Linked DNA regions of Mus musculus: all the other regions are linked to region 2. The links are chromatin contacts, called in public promoter capture Hi-C maps. All regions are on one chromosome and are shown on one strand. The core of a region is the stretch at or near the end of the contact, and the rest is flanking DNA. Distances in the headings are between cores, read along the strand shown.

Region 1 (2,700 bases), core at 125-2,624, 820 kb after region 2:
CTGAATGAACCCGGTCATTCTGGAAGACTTAGTTGTCCGGAGGAGGATAGAAGCCTAGAACTTCGTGGGCTGCCCAGAGCTGTGGACTCACAATGCTTGGGTACCACGCTCATCTCATCCCATCATCCCAAGCATCCTTACCAACCGCTCCATCTCCCTAGCTCTGAAAGCTCTGTCTTTTCCAGAGCTTGATTTACTCCACCTGACAACTGTGAGGCAGGCACTATTTATTGCTGGGGGTGTTAAAGCAAAGAAAAGATGTTTCCTGACACCTGATTCCGACACTCTAGACAGCAGCTAGTCAACAAAGATATACTATAAACTGTATGTGTAATTTAAAAATTTCAAAGTAGTTGTATTTTAAAAGTAAAAAGACACAGGTAAAATTTAATAATATAGTTTATTTGACCCCCATATATACAAAATTACATAACATACTCAAATATGTAATAAATACAAAATATTTTTCTTTTCCTACAGACACATGCGTAATTCTACATTTTAATACATCTCAATTTCGGGGTATTTACCTTTCAAAGATTCAGTAAATACAAGAAGCTAATGGCCACCATCTGGGACATCGTTAATTACAGTTTACTTATTAAACTTTTTTCAAAGATGTATTTACTTATTTTATGTATTCACCGCTGTTCTTTTCAGACACACCAGAAGAGGGCATCAGAGCCCATTGTAGATGTAAGCCACCATGTGGTTGCTGGGAATTGAACTCAGGACCTCTGGAAGAGGAGTCAGTGCTCTTAACTACTGAGCCATCTCTCCAGCCCCCCACTTATTAATCTTAAAGTTAAAGTAGTACCCACTGAATCTCTTTCTCTTGGTTTTCGAGGACAAGCAAAAACAATGACAAAGAAGCCCTGAGCACTTGTTTGGGGGCAGGAAAGTCTGAAGACTCTTGCCCAAATACTTTGTCCTTCTCAAAATAAAGTGAAATCAATTGCACCTATGCAGGCGACAGTATATGTGTGTGTGTGTGTGTGTGTGTGTGTGTGTGTGTGTGTGTGTGTGTGTGTGTTTAATGAGATTCTCAGCTCAATTTATAGCTCAGGAGGTGTCCTTTAGCTCTAGGATTACGGGCTTGAGAGATCTTTTTAAAAGTAATTGGAGCCCCTGTCCCGCTGTCCCACCCAGGGCATCCGCCCAAGCTCCGACAATCCCCTAGCCAACCATCACCCTCCTTTACCCAGGACTGTCAGCGCTACCCCCAGATCCTGCCTGGTCAAGTAGGGACCAGCATCTACCCTAGGAGGCGCAGGTCACCTGCACGCCAGGGCGGTCCTTCGGTTGGGGTGTCTCCGCCTTTATCTCCTTAATCGAGGCCGGACTCTCCTTGTCTTCCTCTGATCTGGAATCCGATCCCGACTCAGATTTCGACTCTGTCGTGTCCGACTTGTCCGCCGGCTCCAATGGGGACCTTGCAGTGCCGCCATCCTTAGTGTCAGTAGAGCTGATGTCTACGGACTTCCCCAGATCAAACTTCACGTGACTGGTAGAGGAGGCGGCTTCCGGATTCGCGGATCGGTTCATTTCCGGCCACCGAGGAGCTTCGCGGGTCGAGGTAAGCTGGGCTTGCCCGCAGCCTGTCCTGAGTCCGCGTCCCGCTGGGGTGCCCGGGCCCTGCCCTTCAGCGGCCCTCTGTTACCTCCTTCCGGTGCAGACGCAGGCGAGGCGCCGGACTGCGAAACAAAGGGGGACGCCAACAGCCGTAGTCATGGCGGCGCCGCAGCCCAGCCAGGACCCCCAAAGCCCCGCGGCGCCTCCCGAGCAGCAGGAAGGAGCCGGCGACTGTGCGGCCCCGTCGCCCGATTCCGGGAGCTCCCCGGCCCCGGAGCTCCCCGGCGCGCCCGCAGCTTTGAACACGGCGCCCTACGCTGACGCCGCCCTGCGGCCCGGAGCCTCTCGGCCCGGCCCCGAGACCTTTCGCCAGCGCTTCCGGCAGTTTCGCTACCAGGACGCGGCCGGGCCCCGGGAAGCCTTCCGGCAGCTGCGGGAGCTGTCCCGCCAGTGGCTGCGGCCGGACATCCGCACCAAGGAGCAGATCGTGGAGATGCTGGTGCAGGAGCAGCTGCAGGCCATTCTACCGGAGGCGGCCCGGGCTCGGCGGCTGCGGCGCCGCGCGGACGTGCGCATCACCGGCTGAGCGGCGGAGCCTGGGGCTCCCTGGACTGACACCCTACCCCTGAGTTAATAAAAGTTGAATTTTGACAGCTCCCATGTCTGCTGTGTCTTGCGTTCGTTCTTTATTTATTGGGTTTATTTTACGAACTTGTTGCCCACCTTTCCAGCTGATAGCTAGAGGATTCTGGGAACCTGTAAGATTAAGGCTTTTGATTAGCTATTCCTGGACCACTGCATTTGCGCGAAGCTGTGCCCTTAGGCAGGAAATCTACCTAGATCTAGACCACATTCAGTTTTTCTAAACCTGCATGAGTTTTGTTTTGCAAAAGGCCATGTTAATGAGGTTTCAGTTTTCTAGCCTTCTATTCTCCCCTCTGCCTCACACTATCTAGTATCCGAGCTTCAGCAGATGGCAGTACACAGCGGTTTCGAAGCTGAGCAGTAAAATAACTGGCCCTATTAAATGCTTTATTTAGTTGGTTGTTGTGACTCATACTTTAAACCTCAGCACTCAGGAAGCAGAGGCAGGAGGGTCTCTGAGGCCAGCCTGGTTTTTACATAGTG
Region 2 (2,700 bases), core at 127-2,626:
GGCATAGGATCCAATTACAGATGATTGTGAGCCACCATATGGTTGCTGGGAATTGAACTCATGACCTTTGGAAGGACTGTCAGTGCTCTTAACCACTGAGCCATCTCTCCAGCCCTCTCTCCCAGCTTTTATACTTCACTTTCCTACATCTGAAATTCGTTAAATGAATGTTTGTAAAGCCTTTAGAACAGGGCCCTGATCACATCAGCACTGTTTGCTAAGAATATTTTGGTTCATCCGATTTCTAGTTTGTCTGTTGTTTGTTTGTTGCTGGGTAATGAACATCGGGCCTCGAGCTTGTTTTGTTTTTGGTTTTGTTTTTTCGAGACAGGGATTCACTGTGTAGCCCTGGCTGTCCTGGAACTCACTTTGTAGACCAGGCTAGCCTCAAACTCAGAAATCAGCCTGCCTCTGCCTCCCAAATGCTGGGATTAAAGGCGTGCGCCACCACACCCGGCTCTCAAGCTTGTATTTTATGCCTAAGCATCACTTACAGCTGTCGGGCTCACCACTAAACATCTCATTTGTACTGCCTGACGTTAAAATACCTAGATGTGTATGTGTCTTGGTTTCTGAAGAGGTGTCGTAAATTAGTGGTCGTTGTACTAGTAATGGGTGGATAAAGATTTATGGGGAAGTTTGGGGTCTGTCCCAAAATGGCTTAACGCCAAAAAAAAAAAAAAAAAAAAAAAAAAAAAAGAAAGCCTGCTATTTGGACACTGACTAGTAATTAGTAAAAATACTGTCTATTTGGAAATAATAGGGCGGTCTGCTGCCAACTAACTGTGAATGTGGAATCTAACAGGACAGTCCGACAACCAGCTGGCAATCACTTCAGGGTTTTCCAGTTGGGCCAGTCCCTTGTTTTCTGCTCTGGGATAGGAGTGGCAGCTTTGTTGCCTTATAGGGTTTTTTTGTTTTTTGTTTTTAATTTTATTTTAACAAGTTTACAGCTTGGGGTGTTTGAAACCTGGCAAAACGTATTTGTTTCAGGAAGATACCTGCAGTTCACCAGAAGACCTTTTTAATCTGGAGCGTGGTGAACCTTCCTTAGCCCCAGATGCCCTCTTTGGCCTTGTCCTCACTAAAGTCTCCACTCTTAACCACAACTCAGTTTTGCTTTTCTAATAACACCACCCTTTCGGAGAAACACAAGGGCGGAGTTGAGGGCGATCGCGTAGGCATTGCGCTTGCGCAATGGGCCGGGCGCGAGCGCCCCGGGGAGGCCACGCTCCCAGGGCTGATGTCCGGGGCGCCTGCGCAGTAGGCCTGGAGGCTGGCAAAACTGAATGGACTCACTTTTGGGGTGTGGTGTCAGTGCGGCTGCGCGCGAGCCGGTGCCGCGGTACTTAACTTCGCAGCCCCGGGTGTCGGAGGTAGCCATGCAGAGCGCACCCTTGGAGCAGCCAGCTAAGCGACCCCGCTGCGATGGCAGCCCAAGGACGCCACCGAGCACTCCTCCTGCAACAGCTAATCTGTCTGCAGACGACGACTTCCAAAACACCGACCTCCGAACCTGGGAACCGGAGGACGTGTGCTCCTTCTTAGAGAATCGTGGTTTCCGAGAGAAGAAAGTGCTGGACATCTTCAGAGGTAGCGGGCCTGAGGGACGAAGGATGGCCACCGTGGGGCCGAGCAGGGAGAGTCCACATGGGAGGCATCCTAAGGGGGAGGTCTCTGGGGGAAGCGGCTGGCGGGAACCCGCCGCTGGAGAAGGAGGCGCCCTGTCGGGATGCGAACACACGGGCTACCCGAGGTGGGCACAGGTGAAGTGCAAGCCCATCGGTTCACTCTGGGCGGCGAACCTAGTAGAGGCCCAGGGAGGTTTGGTAGAAGGGTCTTTTCGGGAACTTGTCACTTCTGCCAGGAGCGATCCCCGCCCTTCTTAGAAGATTTTACCCCAGACCTCCGGCTGTGGCTTGCGGTCTTTCAGGCTCACCTGGCTTGGGAGACCCTTTTGTGCTAACCGCAGCTCCCGGAACACTTGGCCCCATGAGAGATTTTGAGCGCTTTTAAGTTTAACTCTGAAGCTGGTCCCGGAATTTGGGGTTTTCCTTAAAGGGGAGGGAAGGTGCTTAATCTCTGGATTCTCACTGACTATCATAATAGCCTAGTAGGGTTCAGTATGTGCTCATTGTATTTGCAGAGTGCTACTAAGGGAATTTCTCTTCCAACATAAGAGCAAGTTATTCACTGAAACCCCAACATTCCACAACTTGGCCACTCAAGAATTTTAAGAATTTTAAGGGATGCTTCTGGTTCTTGGTCTTGCTCCCGTCAACACTTTGAATCTGCTCAACTTTTTTTTTTTTTTTTTTTTTTTTTTTTCTTGGTTGGTGGCTGTGAAGCTTAACCCCTTGCATGATCGATCCCCGGAGGTGTTCGCTTGGAAAGTGGCCCCTCCGTGGTTATGATTTTCAAATTCAGTGAACTTTACTTCTTGTGGGGTGGAGCCCCTTGTGCCTAACTGAAGGACTGACTTTAAGAAAGCTTTAAAAGGGGTTGCGGATTTAGCTCAGTGGTAGAGTGCTTAGCAAGCGCAAGGCCCTGGGTGCGGTCCTCAGCTCTGGGGGAAAAAAAAAAAAGAAAGAAAGCTTAAAAATAGGAACTCACGTTTCTCTTTTTCTCTCCCTCTACAGAAGAGTAACTTTGGGGGTGGGGGTGGGGTAAGACAGGGCCTGTCTTATGTAGTCTCTATAG
Region 3 (2,700 bases), core at 142-2,641, 890 kb before region 2:
ACATAGGGAGATCCAGACCTGTAAAGGCTAAAGGTTCTGTCCCAAAGCAAAAACAAAAGCAACCCGCATAAAGATAGCAGCACATAATAAAGCCACAATAACATAAACTACCATCATCTCCATTTTCTATATAAGGAATAAAGGACATAGAGGTTAAACTGTTGGGTTCAGTGACAGATAGACTTAACTTCCAGACAGTAGCCAGAAACAACTTGCATCCAACACCGGGCCTGGCAAGAAACAGGTAGCGCTCGGGGAATATCGTGAGAGTCTGAATTTAGTGGCAAGGGCAGAAGGCTACCCAATTTACCATCCTGTTCTCAAGTCTATGGATAGTAACTAACACGGAGTCAAGGCTTTGGAAGTACAGGTAAGTTTGTATCCGTTTTACAGATTAGAATACACCGGCACAAGGATATGAAGAAACGTTCCCAGGATCACTTAGCTAGAACACGTTTGCACCAGGTCTTAATGTGGGCAGTCTGACCAGAGACGGCTGGATCGTATTCCAATTGCCCAACACGGGGCTCCCAGCTCCAAACACAGCCACGATTTAAAACAAAAACAAAAACAACTGTCGTAAGGTGTGAGGGGGAAGCCTGATGAGGGAAGGAGCTGAGTAACTTCAAGTCTGGGCATTTGCGCCCTTGGAACTTCAGACGAATCTCCCATACCTTACCGGGCCTCAGTTTCCCTCTCCAAGTCATAAAATAACACCGTTTCCAACCTCAGACCCTCCATCAGAGCCCCAGGCCTGCAAAACAAGGCTTAAGAAGCCACAGGGCTGCGGGAGAGTGGATGAGGGAACACAGCCATGGGAGAGCCGGGGTGCGGGTGATCACCTTTGCGGAGCTCGCGGTGCCACACGGAGACGATGGGTCCTGCGTGCTTGCGGTGGTGGATGAGCCACAGGGAGAGGGTCTGCACGCTCTGCTGAGAGTTGCTCAGCTCTGAGAGCTTCTTTTCCAGCGCCGATTCTGAGAAGGAGGACATGGTGGCGGTGGTGGGGAGCAGCCCGGGCCGCCCGATGAGACGGGGAAAGCGACCGCACTCGGCCCAGGCCTCCGCTGACAGGCTGCAGGGCTCTCCGCCGACTGACAGACAGCTCGGGGTACCAGGTGGGGGGAGGGGACAGGTCTCCGCAGTAACAGCCGCCCGCGCCGCCGCCACAAGATGGCCACCCGACCTCTCACCCCGCCGCCACGGGGGTCAAAGGGCAAGGGCCACAGCCGGGCGCCGAGAGGCTTCGGAGCCGGAGGAAAACGATCCTTAGGAGGCGGCAGTATCCTTGGTCCCTGACTTCTAGCCGGCCAGGCCGAGGGAACAAATCCAGGTCCTCGAACACCGAAAATGCGCTTTAACCGCTCGCGCCCGCGCGCCGGCGCAGTGAGCCTCACCGGAACCCTTTTTCCCGCTCCGCAGAACCTTTCTGGCGCGGCGCGACGCACTACTTAGTCGTCATTTCCGCCTAGGGTGCAGGAGGCGGGAGAGTGAGGGAAAGACTGGAAGACGAGGTAAGAGTGGCGGGAGTGTAAGGGAGCCCAGCCGCTTAGGAGCGTCCAGAAACGAATCCTTAGGACACACTGAGGCAGGAAGCGCGGGAGCTGGGTGTGGGAAGGGCCGCGTCGCTTTGGTGGCTGGCCTAGGCCACACCTCCCTCCGTGCCTGGGCCCCTCTCCCCAGCGCTCCTCTAGTTCCTTTAAAGACACGAACTCTTGGCAGGGCTCCCCACTTTGGTTCCTGTTCTGACTTCCGAAGTGATACCCCTTTTCTCACCTGGTGGAACTGCGCCGTCTACTGACCTCTACTGAGTCTGGCCCCACACACACACAACTTTTTTTTTGGAGGGGTGTGATGGCTCCAAGTGCTTGCTATGCAAGAATGAGGATTTGTGTTCCCATCATTAAAAAGCCCAAGTTGGTGGGCCAGGTCTGTAACTTCAGTGTTCTGGGGCTGAGACAGGAAGATCGCCGGAGCTTGCTAGATGCCTGCTTAACTCCAGGTTCAGTGAAAGACTCAGTCTCAAAAGAATAAGCTGGAGAGTGATTGAGCGGGACACCTGACGTCCTCTGTGCGTGCACCCCCCCCCCAACACACATACCTACAACTCCCTGACGTTGTTGAACTTATTAGATGTGAGTCCCCTCCCAGCCTAAAAGACATTCCTATAGTTGATGCCTGGTTTTCTTAACTTCTCTGTCCCTAATATACATGCTTTGACCCTTCTTCACCTGGAGTGCATCATGATCATAGCTAGTGTAGTTGAGAAGTTTCTATGTGCTAGACACTTTTCAAAGCTATGAGGTAAGTGTTATCGTCTCACGGTTTAACAACTGAGGAAACAGGTTACAGAGGTGTGGTGATCACATAAGTTTCAAGCTCACAGAGCTAAGATCTGAATGAAGAGAGTGTATCTAAGTGTGTCCCAGCATCTGGAATCAAAGCTGAATTCATAGCTGATTGAATTAACGCACAAGTCAACACCTTATAATGATATAGGGAGGCAGAGGCAGGTGGTTCTCCTGAGGGTTCCAGGCCAGCTTGGTCTGTGCAGTAAATTCCAGACCAGCTTTTAAGACCCCACCTTACAAAAAAGCTCGGGCTTTTGAGACCTCATCTAAATAGTTGCTGAGTACTGAGTAACTCATGTTCTGAGTACCCTTTGTACTAAGTCTATGTATCCAGATGTTACTATTTTAA

What was found. Promoter capture Hi-C pulls out the DNA fragments that hold promoters and counts their contacts. Capture Hi-C pulls out chosen DNA fragments and counts their contacts.
Region 1: a contact with region 2 is called in a promoter capture Hi-C map of adipose tissue. The contact joins the promoter of Scand1 here to the promoter of Samhd1 in region 2. A contact is called at or near these places in 8 of 39 promoter capture datasets (the 3T3-L1 cell line, the HPC-7 cell line, cranial neural crest and 4 more), 1 of 115 datasets of contacts at active chromatin or transcription factors (memory CD8 T cells) and 1 of 9 other capture datasets (adipose tissue).
Region 3: a contact with region 2 is called in a promoter capture Hi-C map of liver, with 2.8 times the contacts expected there. The contact joins the promoter of Rprd1b here to the promoter of Samhd1 in region 2. A contact is called at or near these places in 2 of 39 promoter capture datasets (both in liver) and 3 of 115 datasets of contacts at active chromatin or transcription factors (bone marrow-derived macrophages, cardiomyocytes and extraembryonic endoderm stem cells).

Annotation. Positions count from the first base shown.
Region 1 is chr2:156,311,378-156,314,077 of GRCm38.p6, reverse strand. Scand1 (SCAN domain-containing 1) reads left to right here and starts at 1,374. Exons shown (of 2, transcript NM_020255.3): 1 at 1,374-1,576; 2 at 1,676-2,232. The coding sequence starts at 1,730. The coding sequence ends at 2,158. It overlaps Cnbd2 (cyclic nucleotide binding domain containing 2), which reads right to left and starts at 1,605. Exons shown (of 13, transcript NM_027585.2): 1 at 1,279-1,605. The coding sequence starts at 1,545.
Region 2 is chr2:157,133,772-157,136,471 of GRCm38.p6, reverse strand. Samhd1 (SAM domain and HD domain, 1) reads left to right here and starts at 1,376. Exons shown (of 16, transcript NM_018851.4): 1 at 1,376-1,593. The coding sequence starts at 1,383.
Region 3 is chr2:158,027,188-158,029,887 of GRCm38.p6, reverse strand. Rprd1b (regulation of nuclear pre-mRNA domain containing 1B) reads right to left here and starts at 1,391. Exons shown (of 7, transcript NM_001291134.1): 1 at 843-1,391. The coding sequence starts at 993. Tti1 (TELO2 interacting protein 1) reads left to right here and starts at 1,454. Exons shown (of 8, transcript NM_029282.2): 1 at 1,454-1,514.